Linked DNA regions of Sus scrofa: region 1 is linked to region 2. A link is a contact called in public Hi-C data. All regions are on one chromosome and are shown on one strand. Each heading gives the region's core, a stretch centred on a gene start, on an enhancer-like site or on the middle of the called end of the contact. The rest is flanking DNA. Distances are from core to core; before and after follow the strand shown.

The links. A called contact is a pair of places that touch in the nucleus more often than the background predicts.
Region 1: a contact with region 2 is called in a Hi-C map of liver, with 9 times the contacts expected there. The contact joins two enhancer-like sites. A contact is called at or near these places in 1 of 5 promoter capture datasets (liver) and 7 of 47 Hi-C or Micro-C datasets (embryonic fibroblasts, heart right ventricle, liver and 1 more).

Annotation. Positions count from the first base shown.
Region 1 is chr4:107,328,422-107,334,240 of Sscrofa11.1, forward strand. The region is part of intron 1 of LOC110260343 (a long non-coding RNA gene); the gene reads right to left. Among named protein-coding and RNA genes, the nearest start is that of TRNAE-UUC, 150 kb to the left of the region's middle. Within about 2 kb of position 4,255, at least 6 of the 83 cell types and tissues checked have an H3K27ac peak or open chromatin away from gene starts, as enhancers often do. A contact at or near this core is called in liver, where this site is marked.
Region 2 is chr4:107,188,668-107,194,708 of Sscrofa11.1, forward strand. No RefSeq gene overlaps it. Among named protein-coding and RNA genes, the nearest start is that of TRNAE-UUC, 15 kb to the left of the region's middle. Within about 2 kb of position 1,919, at least 5 of the 83 cell types and tissues checked have an H3K27ac peak or open chromatin away from gene starts, as enhancers often do. A contact at or near this core is called in liver, where this site is marked.

The sequences.
Region 1 (5,819 bases), core at 3,005-5,504, 140 kb after region 2:
CCAACCGTGAAGTTAAAGCCTTGCTCCCGGAAATCCCCAGAGACTTGGTTCCTTCTCCGTCACCCTCACTTCACCCACTCTGACCAGCTCTTGCGTGTCCTTCAAAGATATCCTCATTCAGGCAGATAACGTAAGAGAAGGAATGTCTACATGCGACTGGGTCACCTTGCTGTACAGCAGAAATTGAAACGACATTGTAACTCAACCATACTTTAATACTAAAAAAGATTTTATATATATATGTATTATATATGTTAGGGTTATATGTATGTATATGACCACAGGTGCCTCCCTCAAGGAAAAAGAATGCTGGGAGTGAACCCTCAGCCCTCTCTAGGCTTCGGGTTAAACCTTTGGAGCTCAGATACCCAGGGGAGTATGTTTTCATTTTTCCTGGGAGCTGGTGAGGGGTCCTAAAAAGCGTGCTCAGTCTAGAATCTGGCAGGACTACGTTCAAGTTCATGCTGGGGACAGGTGACCTGACCTCTCTGAACTGTTGCCGCCCCTGAAAACGGAGGCCAGTGTCCCCACGTCCAAGGACTGCCCTGAGGACGATGTAAGAGAATAAAGGTAAAACATCTGGCACATTTGCCATCCTTCCTCATGCCCCCTCCCGCAACAAGAACCTAAAGTTTTCCCAGTGTGCGTCTAGGAATGCAGAGAAAAGGAAAAGCAAACTCCCCGCATCTACATGCTGTTCAGTGATCAGCTTTGACCTAATTCTACTTCAAAGCGTTTCCTTCTCTTTCCTCCCTCCCACTACCTCCCACCCAGCTGCCAAGTATAGAGGATACACGAAAACTTGAGCCAAATGGGAACCTGGAATGTTAAAGCCTTTGAGAAAACAGCTGTTTGTTTGTTCATTTATTACCGTGGTTTTGCCCCTGTCTCATTTGATTACCGGAGCCTGCCGGGAAGAATAAGAATCCTTTCCACTTGGACTAGGCTACCCAGGGATCCCCCATCCTTGACTGCCCTCTGCAACAGCTCTGGAACGAGGCACAACTGCGGGGCAGAGATGAAATGGTTTGGCTAAGAGGCACAAGGCAGGAATGGGGCTAGAACCCAGGTCTTCACCGATTTCCTTGGCTTTTGTTGCCTCTAGTAGTTTTTATTTGTTTGTTTGTTTGTTTTGTCTTTTTAGGGCCACACCTGCGGCATATGGAGGTTCCCAGGCTAGGGGTCAAATCGGAGCTGCAGCTGCCCGCCTATGCCGCAGCTACAGCAACACCAGATCCGAGCCATGTCTGCAGCCTACACTGCAGCTCACGGCAATACCAGATTCTTAACCCACTGAGCGAGGCCAAGGATCAAACCCACATCCTCCTGGATACTAGCCAGGTTCATTACCACTGACTGACAACAGGAACTCCCTCTAGTAGTTTTTATGTGTCATCACTACTGCATCAGTTTAGGATGCATTTGGCTGTAAGCAACAGAAAACCCAGGCCACACTTGCTCATGTAACTGGACATGCAGAGGCTGGATGCCTTCCTCTGAATCAGCCAAGGACAGTGGCCCTGGGCTCTCTCTGCTCCTCTCCTGTTCCTTCCCTCCTCTGTGTATTGGCTTCATGTTCAGGCTGGTTTCCCACGTGCCCAAATGATTTATTGTGCTCCAAGCTCCACACCAGCACATCGCAGTGTCCACAGGAAATGAGAGCCTCTTCTTGTGTCCGTTTTCTAAACGAGGAAGATTCTTCCTAAGAAGTCCCAGCAAACAGTGCTGTTGCACCTCATGTTCTCAAACTGGAGCAAACATCTCTCATACTTGTCATCACACTGGCTCTTTCGAACACTCATCCTTTGTTAGGACACGTTGAAAATTCTAAGTCCCACCTCCCCAAGGTAGAAGCCAGAGTCTGCTCTCCTGATGCAGACACGGGACTTTTACTCCAGTTGGTGATGCAAGAAGCGCAGAGCATCAGCCGCCGCCCTCTCCCCTCTTCCGTCCCGCTCCTACAGCACAGGCATCAGTGGTCACAGTAAATTTCTGTTCCTGGCACAGAAGCAGCTGGGGTAGAGCCTGCAGCGCCCGGTTCCAGAGCTTGGTGCTGTCAGCCTTTCTCTCGCAGCTTTGAACGGGGGAGTGGTGTGGGCCAGCTTGGCCTGGAGCCTGGCTCTCCAGCTCTCCCTAGGATCTTCTGAGCCACCCATTGTCCTTTCAGTAAACTTTTAAAGTGCTGAATCACCCAGAGTCAGCTTCTGTTACTGCAGCTAAGAGCCTGACTGATCCACCCGCCTGTGCCTGAGCACATGGCCAGGGCTGGACCCGTGCCCTTTTCTACTGGCACACACCTGGTTCGTGAGCCAGTAATATGGGCCAGAGGGTTGGGATTGCCCTACATCAATCAAGACTCCTCCACCAATCAGCTCCAAAGTTCAGGGGGAACTCAGAGTCCCGGGAAGCATGGGGCGGGGGGGTGGTATGTGTGTGAAACCGTCGTGAAAATTGGGACTGTGTGAGAGGGGAAGCGTGGATGCTTCTTGGGCGGCTGACAATCTACCAAGCCCTGCTGTGAGGCTCTGCAGCTAAATGTGTTCTCTGCCGACGCTACACAAGGTAGGTGCTATCCTCACTTAATGGACATGGAAAGAGACACGGAGATATTAAGTACAGGATAATAAAATTAATCAGCTCAAATTCAAATTAGGTCTTTGGACTCCAAAGTCATTTGTTTATTTATTTAGTGTTTTTTGTTTTTGTTTTTGCTTTTGGCCATGCCCGCAACATGGAGATGTTCCCAGGTCAGGGATTGAATCCTGTGCCACAACAGTGAGCATTTTGGATCCTTAACCTGCTGGGCTGTCAGGGAATTCCCAAAGTCATTTATACATTCATTTTTCTCCCTCTCAGGTCTGTGGATCTGCTGTGGCTCTCCCAAGACCCCTGGGTTTGGCTCCAGCTGCAGGTGGTGTTCAGACTGGCTCATAAACCTCCTCATTTTTCTTAGACCAGCGGCTACCCAGAGGCTACCCAGGCTCTCAAGGCAGATGGAGAAAGGCATGAGGCCAAGTGAATTGCGCAAGCATAACCCAGCTTTGCTGGCCTCATGTCCACTAACAATTCATTGGCCAAATCAAATCACATGGCCATGCCCAGCATCAAGGGGACAAGGAAATATCCCTCACCTGTTCTGGTAACAGGTATTGCCAAGTCAAATGGCAAAGGTTATGCATGTAGAGTAACTAGAACAGGGAAAGGGCAAAGAATGGAGAATAATAATTCAGTCTGTATGATGTGGCATTGTTTTTTCTCAACTACTTTTTGCCCATAATCTTTCAAGATTTCAGTAGGTGTTTATTGAGCATCTACTCTGTGTCAGGCACTGTTCTACGCAGTGTAGCTACTATGAGGAAAAAGGCAGATTTAGTCCCTTGTTCTCATGGAGATTACAGCCTAGTGAATTCGCCCAGTGTGTGTATATATATCCCTCTCAGGGTCTTCAAAATCTGGCCAAAAGAAGCCAGAAAGGGAGGACAGAAGAATGGAGGAAAAGGAGTTCCCATCGTGGCGCAGTGGTTAACGAATCCGACTAGGAACCATGAGGTTGCGGGTTCCATCCCTGGCCTTGCTCAGTGGGTTAAGCATCCGGTGTTGCTGTAAGCTGTGGTGTAGGTCGCAGACGCGGCTCGGATCTGGCATTGCTGTGGCTGTGGCGTAGGCCGGTGGCTGCAGCTCTGATTAGACCCCTAGCCTGGGAACTTCCATATGCCGCGGGAGCAGCCCTAGAAAAGGCAAGACACAAAAAAAAAAAAGAAAAAAAAGAATGGAGGAAAAGTAGAGATGAGGGGGCAATAGAGAGGCAGAAAGCCCTTCCCCACTTCTAGATCAGTCTGGGGCCCAACCAGAGGCCATCCTATAGCTAAGCCTCCCCACCTGCTCTCCTTACCTCCTCCCCGCTCCGCACTGCGTTCCATCTGCCCCTCCTGCCCCAGGTGTGCTAGGTCTGCTCCTCCAGGAGGCTGGGTCTGGCCCCTCATAATCTGGCCCAGGTGTAGCAGACATTTGTCGTTTGGGGGGTGTTCATTCTCTCCAACTTCACGTCGTTGCCTTCCTTGCCCTTTGGGGAAAACTGCCCGTTGTAGATGGCTGCCCTGCCGCAGTGGGGGCTGAAGTGACCAGATCATGCCTTTCCCTGACCCAGAGCTGTGGGGAGAGGGGGAGTGGATACACAGACCTGACCAACTGCAGACTCTCTCCTAGACTGGGACCTTGGGCGAGAGCCAGCGGGCAGGCTGCCAAGTTGTGCCAGCCCAAGCACTTCCATGGGGTGGCCCTGCCTACGGCTTCATTGCCTGGCCACTGACCGACCGACCGATGGCTCTTGTCCCATTTTCCAGGCCCAGCCCTTCAGCCTCTCCCTTGGAGGATTCTGATATTCTTGCTGGTAATTTCTTCTTTGCTTAAGAGTGTCAGGGAAGATTCTGCTGTTTGCAATCAAGAACCCCATTCAGCAGTTCTCGTTGTGGCTCAGTGGTAACGAACCCAACTAGTGTCCTGAGGATGAGGACCGGGGTTTGATCCCTGGCCCCTCTCAGTGGGTTAAGGATCCAGCTTTGCTCAGAGCTGCGGTATATGTCACAGAGGCAGCTCGGATCTGGCATTTCTGTGGCTGTGGTGTAGGCCAGCAGCTGCAGCTCCAGTTTGACCCCTAGCCTGGGAAGCTCCATATGCCACGGGTGCAGCCCTAAAAAGAAATAACCCCAATCATACCCTATGACCTAGCAATTCCACGTCTAGGTATATATCCAAGAAAAATGCTAAGTCTATGCAAAAATTTGCACATCAGTGTTCATAGCAGCACTCCTCATGATAGCCAAACAGCGAAGACAACTCAAATGTCCATAAACTGATAGATGAGTCACTGAAACGTAGTATATCCATACATTGGATTATCATTAAGCCATACAAAAGCATGAAATATGGATACATGCTACAGCAGGAATGAACTTTGAAAATATTATGCTAAGTGAAAGAAGCCAACACAAAAGACCACATATGATTCCATTTATGAAAAATGTCCAGAACGGATAAATCTACAGAGATAGAAAGTAGATTAGCTATTGCCAGGGCTTGGGGGGAGGGGGATTACTAATGGGGCTGATATTGGTGGTGATAAATATTCTAAAATTTTGCTCAACAAACCCATCTACAAAACAGAAACAGACACACAAACAAGGAGAACAGACTCGTGGCTGCCAAGGCATGGGGGAGGGAGAGGGATGCAACCGGCGTTTGAGGTTCGTAGATGCAAAACAAACTATGACATTTGGAATGGATAAACAATAAGGCCCTGCTGTATAGCACAGGGAGCTCTATCCAATCTCCTGGGATAAACCATAATGGAAAGGAATAAACATTTTTTTAAAAGAGAATGTATACTGGAGGTCCTATCATGGCACAATGGAAATGAATCCGACTAGGAACCATGAGGTTGCAGGTTCAATCCTTGGCCTCGCTCCGTGGGTTAAGGATCCTGTGTTGCTGTGAGCTGTGGTGTAGTTTGCAGACGTGGCTCGGATCTGATGTTGCTATGGTGTAGGCCGGCAGCTGTAGCTCTGATTCGACCCCTAGCCTGGAACTTTCATAAGCTGCAGGTGCGGCCCTAAAAGGCAAAAAAAAAAAAAAAAGAGAGAGAGAGAGAGAATGCATAGGAGTTCCCTGGTGGCTTAGCAGGTTAAGGATTTGTCTTCATCACTGCTGTGGCTCAGGTTCAATCCCTGGCCCAGGAACTTCTACATGCCACAGGCCCAGCCAAATAAACCAAAAAAGAGATCTTTTTAGAACGTAGTACTCTTTTAACTATATCAGAGCAG
Region 2 (6,041 bases), core at 669-3,168:
GGACCCTATGGGGCCTTCCCAGGAAAAGCCCTGCCCCCATATCTTCTGCTGTGGCTCCTCTCGGAAATACCAGGATGATAATATCTCTCAGGCACATTTCCTGAGTTGTGTTTCAGATACTAAAATCCACCACCACATGGAAGAAATTATCTGCTTGGTGATCATGACCACATAGCCCCCAGACCTATTGGAGCCTAAGGATTAATAATGTTTACCCCTGTGATCCCGCCCTGTAACCGTGCCATCAACCAATCAGAATTGTACATGAGCTGAGCATCTACCCCAGAGCCCTGCTACCTCACTTGGCCTTTAAAAATGCTTTGCCGAACAAACAAACAAACAAACAAAAAAAGGAGTTCCCTTCGTGGCTCAGTGGTTAATGAATCTGACTAGGAACCATGAGGTTGTAGGTTCGATCCTGGCCTTGCTCGGTGGGTTAAGGATCTGGCTTTGCTGTGAGCTGTAGTGTAGGTTGCAGACACGGCTTGGATCCCGTGTTGCTGTGGCTCTGGCGTAGGCCGGTGGCTACAGCTCCAACTGGACCCCTAGCCTGGGAACCTCCATATGCATCGAGTGCGGCCCTAGAAATGGCAAAAAGACAAAAAACCAACCAACCAACCAAACAAACAAAAAAAAATGCTTTGCTGAAACCCTTCCTGGAGTTCAGGGGTTTGGAGCATTCGCCACCTGTTCTCCTTGCTTGGCCCTGAAATAAGCCTTTCTCTGCTCCAAACTACATTTCCATTGTGTGGCCTCACTGTGCCTTGGGCACACAAACCTGAGTTTGGGAACCGTACCTCAGTAATTGCTGAATAAAGTCATCTCGATATTTTAGAGAAATGATACGTGAGATTAAGGACAAAATGTCCAAAGAATGATGATGACAAAGATCTTGCTCCTGAAAATACATCTAAGCTGAGAGTAACTCACCAGCCAAGAGAGGCTGATCCAGCTCTCAGGTTCCTGAAGATGCAAAAAGGTCACCCATTTGAAGAACTGAGGAATTCCATGCCTGAACAGTCATTACATTTCTTTTAATGAATGAGAAGAATGTTTGCCCAAGATAGAAACCAATCCTATTATCAAAAAAAAAAAAAAAAAAAAAAAGGCAGCTGGAGCAAGAATTTGAAAGGCAAACAATCCTTATTTACATAATAGAACATTGGAAGAACAACAAGGCTAAGCAAGAGCAGAAATTCTTTAAAGGAATCTTTTGGAGAGAGGAGAAGATTCCTTACTTAACAGTAGGTTCAAGAGCCTGAAAATGATGAGAACAGGGGGCAAGGAAGGGGCTGAATGTCTCATTGATATGTATTGATACTTACGGTCAGCCAATGCCCCCACTGCTGGCTTCCAGAAAGTAGGTTCTGTCCCCTTTGCCTCCACTAACAAAAACATCGGATGGACTTCCACTTTGAAAAATGCTATCATTTAAGACCAATTACAAAGAATAAAACTTTTACTTGAAATTCTTTAAATATGTTCAATTCTTCATCTAGCACATAGCGATATATACATATTGATATATTTAGAAATATTTAGAAATAATTATTCAGACAATTCCAACAAAAAATGCCCCATACCTGCTTTTTTGTGTTCTTTTCCTAGATCTATTAATGATTATATGAAAGCCTAAAATAATGTTTATTGTTTGCCTCAGTAATTGCTTCACGTGGGCAGTAGCAATCACTGCAAAATTATTAGTTTCCTCTGTTATTTTTAGTGAAATGTTACAGTGACCTAATCAATTTAGTTAGTTTTGTAGATTATTAATAGGACTGTTGCATAAGACCTTCCCTTCTGGATCGAGCTTTACAAATTCTCTCCAGAGCAAGTATCCAGCTAACAGCTCTTTAGTGTGTGACTGTTCATTTACATGTACACACTCATGCTTGTGTATTGCTTAAGGCAGGTGAATCAAGCTAACCCTTACAGGCTGCGTGATGAGTGATAACACAAGTGCCACTTTATTCTTTTTTACCTGGGAGGGGCAGAGCCCTGGTGAAGGAAAACTTTACCAGTCAACCTGGGACTGGCCCCTGGACCCACCGAGCTTCTGTTTTTTCAATCTATACAGTGGAAATAGTAATATAGAGAGAGATGTTGCTAGAGCAAACTTTTTTAACATTGTAACTGTGAATGGACCAATCACGAAGGGATAGCACAGAAAGGATTAGCATATTTGCAAAATACCTTGTCCTCCATTGGACCCCAGATTGTCTTGGAATGATTCACTGTCTGGGGAAGAATGTCATCAGTAATGGAATCGGTAAGAAAATAGAATCGGTAAGAAAATACAATTGACCCTTGAACAGCACACGTCTGACCTTCGTGGGTGCTCTTGTACCTGGATTTTTTTTCTTAAATATACAGTTGACCCTCTCTGCAGGTTTCACATCCATGGATTCAGCCAACTGCAGACAACTGAGGATCAAAATTTCTATACTCAGTTCACTGAATCCTCTGATATGAAATCTGAGGACGTGGAAGTGGCTCTAGGGGTGGATAACTGTGGATGCTAAGACTCCTCCTTCACTAATAGAGGAGCCCTCTGGACGGTCTCGCCATTTCTCACAGCAGTTCGATTTCTCCAAACTCCTGTAACTATGCCTCTTTTACTTATTTTACTTATTTTATTTATTTATTTATTTATTTATTTATTGGTCTTTTTGTCTTTTTAGGGCCGCACCCACAGCATATGGAGGTTCCCAGGCTAGGGATTTAACTGGAGCTACAGCTGTCGGCCAACACCACAGCCACAGCAACTCGGGGTCTTGCCGCATCTGTGACCTACACCACAGCTCCTGGCCTGCAACCTCATGGTTACTAGTCTGGTTCATTAACCACTGAGCCATGATGGGAACTCCTTTTTTTTTTTTTTTTTTTTTTTTAACTATGCCTCTTTTAAAACTTGCAGCTCTAGTGGTCATTCTCCAAAGTCTAAATCAGGATGTATAATTTAACCTGAGATTTTTGACCCATGACCAAGTATAAGAGATATTTTGTGAGCTGTATTGTGGACACCAAATTATAGGAACTTCTGGGACTTTTTTATTTTTTAATGGGAAAGAATCAGAATATTTGAAATCTAAAGCATCCTTAATGATCAAGGATTTCTGGACATGATGCTCCCGACAGATAACCCATAATATCCAGTTTTTAGAGGCAAAGTTCACCTGGGAATACAGAAAAATCATCTGCAACTGAGATAATACCAGCTTTAATGAGACAGATGTGCGTTTTAGCTAGTAAATTAAAACGAAGAAAAGGCAGAAAAGCGAACACCCCTTTATCATGAAGAGATTGTCTCAGAATTTCCGTCTGCATCCTGTGACCCAGTGAAGGCACTGCTCCCCTTTCTGATGTGTCTTAGGTTGAAAAAAGAGGTCTGGGGTGAGAGGCGGGGAGGGATAGGGAAGGAATGATCAAAAAGGCAAGAAATCTGTGGTGTAAACTACAGATCAACTATTACAGAACATCTCATGTGAATAATAGCTGTTATTCTTAGTTTGCTATACACTTTGCGAATGTGGCTTTTGAATAGCATTGGGGTCTATCAGATTGAGTAGGGGTAAAGGCAGGGAGGGGAAAGACAGGTGAAAATTCTATTTTTAGCAAAAACACGGAAGAAAAAAGGTTTGGGTTTGCATGCAAATTTAGCTTCCTAGTAACCAAGGCAAAGAGGAAAATAACGACGAGCTATGTGACTTCTTTTCTCTAGAAGAAGCAAGCAGGCCAATTACTCAGCAGAGGCAAAGCTTTTCTGACACTGAGCTCTGAAAATAATTTGTCACAGAGGCTTTTGAATAAAGGACCTTGAACGATTTAATGGATGGTATTTTCTAGTTACGCGGTTTTACATGCATTGGAGAGCTGAGCTGTTAGAGAAGTGCCCTTTCATGCAGGATAGGAAAGACAATCTTTTTCTCTCCCTTTCACCCAAACACCTACATCCGAGTCCAGGCACGCAGGCCTTCAAAGGGGCATGGCTATGGCGAAACCACAATTACATCATTACTCACAGCTTTTCAGGGAGGTGATAAGAGGTGCGCTCCCTTTGAAGCTGGAGTAACCATTCATCCTGTCCCAGCAGCCTATATACCGAACACGGGATTTGCGGCAGCTGTTTCGTTGTGCTGCCTATGCTGACATTCCTTCTCTCAAAAAGGAGTAAGAAAAAAATTAAAGGAAGGGAAGAAAGGTGCTCATACAATCTCTTCCACCAGCCAGGTTTGTGGCTGGAGTTGGTCTTGGCCTGAAGGAAAGATCTGAATCTCCATGCTGTGACCCTAAGGGGGCAGGAAGGTGATGGCAGGACAGATGAAATACTAGGTCCACTGGGTTCTTGGTGTTTTATAAAACATGACAACTTCCAAGAGAGAAAGGTGAGATAATAGCACAGGGGACTGTGTGGCTCAGAACGGCAGCTTCAGGGCTTGCCTGCTTACAAAAGATGCATCCAAACAAAATCTGAACAAGCCACTGGCCGGTGCTAGTGGATTAACACTGGGCTGGATCCCACATGCTGAGATTTCAAAGTTCCTTTGAAGTGAGCATATTAGGACATCACTGTCCAAATCATACCGCTTGAGTAAAATCGAGATGTTTCCTAATCGCTCTGCAAGGGAAGAAGTGTTGATTCATTCCTTAGGATCTCATAAGGAGGAGGAAAAAAAAAATCTTTCTTCATGACAAACACAGAAATAAGAATATCCCATAATGGATAAAAAAAGGACATGTAAGGTACATGGATTTGCCAAAGGTGATTTTTGTTTTTTCTTCTAAAGATTCAGTTGCTTTCGGGAATTCCTAACACTTCTGTTCCCTCAATGGGGGCCTCCATCTTCATAGACCTAATATGAGGGTCGTTTCTTTCAAATATTAAAATTCAACTCGTCATTCAAGTGGCCGTTTTCATTCTTGATTTTGTTCATGTTCCTTTAGTGACTCTCAGGCCGAGGGGCACAAAGTCCTCGGGAGGAGGGGTTAGTCTCGTGCTTCCTCTCAGGGTCACTCAGCTTGGCTTAAGGACGAGGCTGTGTGAGGCCTGGGAGGACATAAAGGTGAGGGACAGTTCTGTCCCCAAGGCCCTCCGGGGTCAGAGCCTGACTTAGGCCACAAACTGGAAGTTCCCAGCTTTGCAGGTGTAAAGGCAGAACAACAGACTGAGTTCCTGGAGAAGTTTCTTTCTTTCTTTCTTTTTTTTCCTAAACAACATCAGTGCTTCTTAGAAAAGCTACAAACAAATCACACCAAAATAAATAAGGAATGTATCACACTCATTAACGCGTATGTAATAGAAACGCGCTGCTATTTAAAGGTGGCGGTAGCATGTGCATGTGACTCTGATGACTTTCCTGCTCTCACATCTGTGCATATTTATAAACCTGTCTCAGCACAGAAACATGCATCACCACTGATCCCTTGAAAGCAGCCGAGGTTACGGCGTGGGGGATGAACACGAAATGTAACTACGAGATGAAGCTTCTTAAAAGGTCAGTGGGGTGGAGAATAGCAATTGTTCCGGCTGAGCAATTCTCCACAATTCATTTTTGATGCAATGACTAATTATTGTGATTATTGTCATCAGCAAAGCCTCCTTCAGAGCTAAACGCGTTCGTTTTCTCTTTTCCTCCCAAAAAAGTATTTTCAGCCTTGGAGGAATTCCGTATGTTTTCTACCTATACTTAGGAAGAGTGCTCTTGTATGTTCCGACAAATGGTGAACTACCAGAGAGGGAGTCCACTCTCCCCGCTGCTCTGCTGCCTGTGAGGCAGTAGTTCTCTCTTCTATCTGTTCTAGAAAGTCAACTGGGGCTGAAGGAAAATAGTTGATAATTTCCTCCCCTGACCTTGAGGACCCACGGACTCACAGCCTGTAGCCAATAAGCTACAGTTTGAAGAGCTGACACTCACGGCAATGGAAGGAAGGAAGATGTGGAGAAATTGTAGGTTTAAAAAAAAAATTATTTTGGAGTTCTCATTGTGGCTCAGTGGGTTAGGAACTGGACTAGTATCCATGAGGATACCCCACTAAGTGGG